2 separate regions of the Triticum aestivum genome follow, and region 2 is linked to region 1. Evidence: chromatin contacts called from public Hi-C data. All regions are on one chromosome and are shown on one strand. Each heading gives the region's core, a stretch centred on a gene start, on an enhancer-like site or on the middle of the called end of the contact. The rest is flanking DNA. Distances are from core to core; before and after follow the strand shown.

Evidence for each region. Hi-C and Micro-C count contacts between places; a contact is called where the count stands out from the background.
Region 2: a contact with region 1 is called in a Hi-C map of leaf, with 2.9 times the contacts expected there. The contact joins the promoter of LOC123070833 here to the promoter of LOC123065685 in region 1. A contact is called at or near these places in 3 of 5 Hi-C or Micro-C datasets (leaf and an unstated tissue).

Annotation. Positions count from the first base shown.
Region 1 is chr3B:547,869,930-547,872,975 of IWGSC CS RefSeq v2.1, reverse strand. It overlaps LOC123065685 (heavy metal-associated isoprenylated plant protein 28), which reads left to right and starts at 1,470. Exons shown (of 3, transcript XM_044488924.1): 1 at 1,470-1,682; 2 at 1,798-1,873; 3 at 1,966-2,384. The coding sequence starts at 1,677. The coding sequence ends at 2,330.
Region 2 is chr3B:548,156,709-548,159,754 of IWGSC CS RefSeq v2.1, reverse strand. LOC123070833 (phosphoenolpyruvate carboxylase, housekeeping isozyme) reads left to right here and starts at 1,638. Exons shown (of 11, transcript XM_044494198.1): 1 at 1,638-1,829; 2 at 2,159-2,373. The coding sequence starts at 2,206.

The DNA.
Region 1 (3,046 bases), core at 221-2,720:
CGAACAGGCCCTTAGAAGTGACTAAATCCTACATGGGCTTGCCCACACAATCGCTTCAGAGGCAATTTGCCCACTATTCTCCCAGCCATAAAACCTAAGTGAGGCCCATCTAAAAAAACTTAACTAAGTCCAATTCCATCGTTTGATTCATAGTATTTTTTCAGACAGGACATGCATAAAAACTTGGTGTTTCCTATTTGTCGCTTGCCGCGGCGAATTGTCGACCAAACGCACAAGAAAGGAGCACCCAAGCAGGAGATGGGCCAGCCCAATTAGCAAATATTGGTTTACTGTTTTGGGAACGTTCCAGTTTTGGTTTTCCGGTTTTAAGAGACTTCTAGAAGGTTTGGTTCGGTTAAGTTCTAGTTTTTTGTTCTTATTTCTTTTCTAATCCTCTCTAATTTTAGTTTCATTTTTCGTTTCATTTATCTTGCTTTCGAATTTTGTTCGTAATTTAATAAATATGAAGTTTTGAAAATTTGTTCACAAATTTAATTAAGTGGTAGAATTTTTTTTAAAAAATCGCGTTTTCCAAAATGTTTTGGAATTTAAATAAATGTTCAGTATTTCATAAACTTGTTCGAAAATTATGAAATGTTTAAAACTTTGAAAAAATGTTTACAATATTTTAGAAAAAATTGGGGTTTAGAGAAATTATTGCGTTCTCAAAAATTGTTTTGAGTTTTAAACACAATTCATGTTTGTAAAATGTGTTCACAATTTTTATTTATTTTAGAGAAATTGCGTTCTTTAAAATCATATTTTTTATTTGTTTTCGGAATTTTGAGAAAATGTTTGGTTATTGGAAATTTTCTTTGGAAATTACAAATAAAAGATGTTTGCTTTTTACAATATAAAAACTTACTGAAAACAAACTAGGAAAAAAAGATCACAATAGTAGCGACTTGTACAGTAGATGTCGGTGGGCAGGCCCAGCCAGCGACAGCCTTGTGCGAAAGCTCTGGACTATTTGCCGCAGCATGCGGCAAATAGGAGCTCCCTAAAATCTTTGACGGAGTACTACTTTGACATCCAACGGAGTCAACGGTCCAGCCTTTCTGTTTTTGAAAGGACCCAAACTTTCCTGTCGTTGGCACTTGGGGACAGTATCCACCGCCGTCGGCGGCAGCCACCGAGCCACAGCTCTCACTAGGGAGACGTGATGCCTCCGCATGCCGTCGATCCAGGGGGCGTTAGCTGAATTGCTGAGCGGCCAATCAATCAGGCCTGCGGATCACGCGGCCCGCCCCCTTTCCCGCCGTTCTTCACTCGGACGAAACGCGGCACCGAGAGGAGAGCCTCGGGATACCACACGCCAGTGCGGCGTTGCTTGCGGCTCCCACTCCGCCAGCTTCGAATGGCGTTTTCTATAGCGCGTAATGTGGAGGGAGAACGGAGTGGTCGGTGCAGTTTGCACGTGAAATAGTTCGTCACAAGTCAAGTCTATGCCCCTCTCTCCCTGCCGACCTCGCAGCTCGACCGCCGTGCCCATGCTTCACGGGTACACCACATGCGGACGGAGCGCGTGCATATATAGTGGAACAACGGATACGCAACTTGGCAGTTGACAGTTGACACGCAACTCTAGTACATTTGTCAACGTCTCACGGGTTCACCCGAACGTCGAAGAACTCCCCAAGCCGTCGAGGGACCGAACACAGAGCTTGCCAAGCAACATGACGGTAAGTAAGCCAATCTCCCCTCTCACGAGTGGTTTGGGATCTAGGGAAAGTATTACTGGTTTATCATTTGGCCATTTTGTGTCTGATGATGCTGCCTTGGTCCATCACCTGCCAGATCGTGGAGATGTGCGTGCATATGTGTTGCGCCGGGTGCGAGAAGAAGATAAGGAAGGCAGTCGAGAGGTTAGAAGGTACGTACCCACTAGCTTTCTATCTGAGATCATGGATAGATATGTGCTGAACGCATTCAGATGACAGTGATCTGATCTGGCCCGGTTTACAGGAGTGGACGCGGTGGAGATCGACATGGAGATGCAGAAGGTGACGGTGAACGGGGACGTGGACCAGAAGAAGGTGCTCAAGACGGTGAGGAGGACGGGAAAGCGCGCGGTGCTGTGGCCGACCCCGTTCATCGCCGGCGCGGGCGCCGGCGGCGCCGTCAACCTCCTCGCGCAGCAGCACCAGTACCACCCGGGTGGGGCCCAGATGTACGCGACCCACGCCTCCGGGCCCACATCCTCGTACAACTACTACAAGCACGGCTACGACGACTCGCGCCTCTACGGCGCCAACTCCGCCGTCGTCGGCGGCACCAGGGCCACCGATTACTTCAGCGACGAGAACCCCGGAGGCTGCTCCGTAATGTGATCCACGCGATCATCATATGGATGGGTTTTACTTATGATTATATCTTCTTGTTTCTGTCTCTGTAAATAAAGTACACTTTGCTGAAAAAATCGCCAACAGATACTGATACAACGATCGCTCTCAAATAATCTTGAATTTAGGACATACCGAGTAGCCATCTGAGTGGCACCCGACGTCCGAACGGAACAATATGCTGTTGTTCCTGTGGCGTGCCACTATACAAAGCAACTTCATCGCGGATTGGTGGTACAAAAATGTAATATTCTTTGCTCCCATACTTTATTCCCTGTCCAATAACCACACGGTGAGCATATCATCCAACTCACCATCCATCCATACCGTTGCCAAGAATGCACTAGCTCAGCAGGTTAGGGCATCTCCAGCCGAGCCCCCAACACGCCCCCCCCCCCCCCCCCCCCCGGGCGATTTCTTCACGTCGGCGCCCAGAAAACGCCTAGTCGCGTTCTTAGGAGCTCGTTTTTCGCCGATTTGGGCTGAAATGGATGCCGGCAGACCCAGGCCGAACCCGGCACACTGGGGAGCGCTTGGGGCGCCCGGGAACGCGGTTTTGGCGCGAACGAGGATGGGCCCGCCGAGTCAGCGAGACACCACTTTGTTTCCCTCATCGCCTCGATTTCCGCGGGAATCAATGCCAAGACTGGCCAAGGCTACCGCGCCGGTCAGCCTCCATTGATGCCTCACGGGTGGCGCAGTGA
Region 2 (3,046 bases), core at 389-2,888, 290 kb before region 1:
CAATGCCTCCATGAAAGGGAATGACACACAAGGTAGGGCATTTCATGGGATTTCATCCTGAAGATTAGATTCGAGCAAACTTCAATCATTGTGTTCAACAAGGAAGGAGCATGAAAATACTGACAACAATTAACGCCAGACCTAGGGTTTTCACCCTATAGCTTGAGATCGGGTAGTCCAGAAAGAACCACCAAACACAAAGTCACATATGTTGTCGCCAGCACTTGTTGACCTAACGGATATGATGATGATGAACATGATCCTAACATGGGCATTGCCACGTGAATGATAACCATGCCCGCAAAAAGCAGTCAACCCAGGTATGACAAGAGCCAACCACAGAGTCACAAAACACTCGATGTCACACACGTGACGCCAAAATCCCATAATGGATGCGATACGACAACCCAACACATTGGTCACAAGTGATAACTGGTGCTAGATATAGATATGGCTCCCGAACACTAGACAAATCCTTAATGTGTCGCTACCTGCCCCACAACAACCCCTCACACCAACACGTGATGGTTGACTTGAGCCACCGGTAGCTGAGGGGTTCTGGGCATGAGGTCAGCTGAGACCCGCCATGCCGCCGGTTGTTGTCACCGAACAACTGCCATGCACCATCTCCATCACGCCACAACGACCGCCATTGACCTCGACTGTCCGTTGTGACTAGACATCACGTCACAACCTTGCCTCGCGCCTCTGCCGAAACTCCTGCAGGTGACCACTGCCCCTCCAAAGACCGCCTGACTTTGTCCACTACTAGGAGTCCCGCCGCTCCCTTCATCGGCAGCTATGGCGCTTCATATGACATCAACCTCTAGGGGCGGCGAGGAGAGGGAGGTCATGAGGGTGGTGTGTGGGGGGGGGGGGGGTCGCCCGTCGGAGTGGCATGGCAAATGTGCTAGATGCCCCATCTTCTTTATACATGTCCTAGTTTGTGGTACTTGCATTGTATATATACCAAATTCATATCCCTCTCCTTCTCTCAACCCTAAATGCAAATGTTTTATGAAAAGTTTCCTCTTTCTAGAGGATAATAAACATGCGGTACCTGACTTGTTAGTGCAGTAGCAAATGGTAATGGGTTAGTATTACATACTCCCTCTGTTCGGAATTATGTGCCACAAAAATAGATAAAAATGGACGTATCTACAACAAAAATACATCTAGAAGAGTAATTTCGAAAGGAGGAAGTAGTAGATTAATTGATTGCAGGCTATAGCTTCTCTTTTGAGTGTGATTCGGAATATATAGAATATTCTAGCATATCCCTTCTGCCTATATTTGGCGGCAGGAAGTTAAGCGGACAGTTCAAGCAATTGGTATCTTGTCCAGTGAGGCGAACTCCCTGTGTCCGAGCCACATCCATCCAGTAAAAATAAATGAAAGGCGACTGTAATCATTTTTACAGGACTCCCTGCAGCCGCCACCTTCTCCAAACCCAAGTCCAGACGAATTAAGAACCTTCCGGAATTCACACCCTCATTAATCTCCCACGTTTTGCAGCATTCTAACTAAGTGATTAACTTCCACGCAAAAAAGGGCAAAAAAAAGCGAGCAACTTTCAGGTAGTGGCGTGCGTCCGTATCGCACCCGGCCAAGAAGCAGGAGGAGTTGTAGCGTGACACCTCGGAGGGAGGCAGAAGCGGACGAGCTGGCCGGGCTGGAGGCCTCTCCATCCGAGTCTATCAAGTCTAGCCAGTGCACAGGCGACCTACTATAAATAGCCACCCACACACACACGAGACACTGCCTCGCCTCAAGAACCCCCTTCTCATCAAGAATTAAGCTGCGTTTTGCGTCAGGTTGATCAGAAAAAGGTACAAGGGAGGCGCCTTTCCTCTTCTCGGTCTCCGTTCCGACGATGCGGCCGGGGTTCCGCTCCGATTTCGCCTAGGAATCTGTGGCCGGCTGTTGGATTGTGCGGCCAATCTCATTTATTTTTGCGGGGGTTCGATGATCGGAACTTGGTTCGGATGGTATTTGGGGGGAAAAGGCTCGTCCTTTCCTGAAATCGGCCGCCGTGGCTAGGGCGAGGTGGCGGCGTCAGGATTTACTCATCGTCTTTGCGCCGCGATTGAGGGCGAGATTTGATCGCCTGCCTGCTGATGGTTTCTGGGGTTTGTTTGATCTGTGGCTGCTGTTGCAGGGACTGACGGCGACAAAGGGGGGAAGAGGGTTTTCTCGTTGGGGGAAATGGCGCGCAATGCGGCGGACAAGGCGACCTCCATCGACGCGCAGCTGCGGATGCTGGCGCCCAAGAAGCTCTCGGAGGACGACAAGCTGGTGGAGTACGACGCGCTCCTCATCGAGCGCTTCCTCTGCATCCTCCAGGGCCTCCAGGGGGACAAGATCAGGGAGACGGTAGTGCCCCCCTCCCTCGATCCATCCATGTTATCCTGCTCTTTCTTTTCAGTTACCTGTTGATTGATTTAGGTGGTAATTTTAATACCATGTCCTGTTTTCATTTGTGCTGCATTGCACGGTTTGCGCGATTAATCTAGCTAGATAGACATGTTGTTTTTGCTAGTGTGGGATTCACTGTTCCTGTTCTTCAAGGTTTGTGCTCTGAAGGTGCCAATGTTGCACTTGATAACACATACCAGTACCAAGTCCTTTGGCAGTAGGTTATAATCCTGAGGTTCTACCATTTAGTTATTCGTTGGACAGTAGATATTCCTGGACTACTATTCTCTTTATTCAGTTATATGTTAGCCGTTGTTTGAGCGCGTAAACATGATAATCAAATATTTAACAATAGTAGGTATGCCGCGACGTGTGGCTCATGCCGTAACATACTGTACGAGCATGCCCCTTTTGTTTTGAACATCACCTTTTTAGATGTCGTTTTCGAACGCAGCAAGTCAAACTTTTAAATCTTTGACCGCTAATGTACAGAAAATTATTTTGATCTGTCGTGTGCATATACTTCTCATTATGTTTTAGTGACATGTAACTAAAAAATGTAACGCTCAAAGGCACCACACGACAATATTGGAGACTTATGTCCATCTCCAAAACGACACATAAAAGAGCA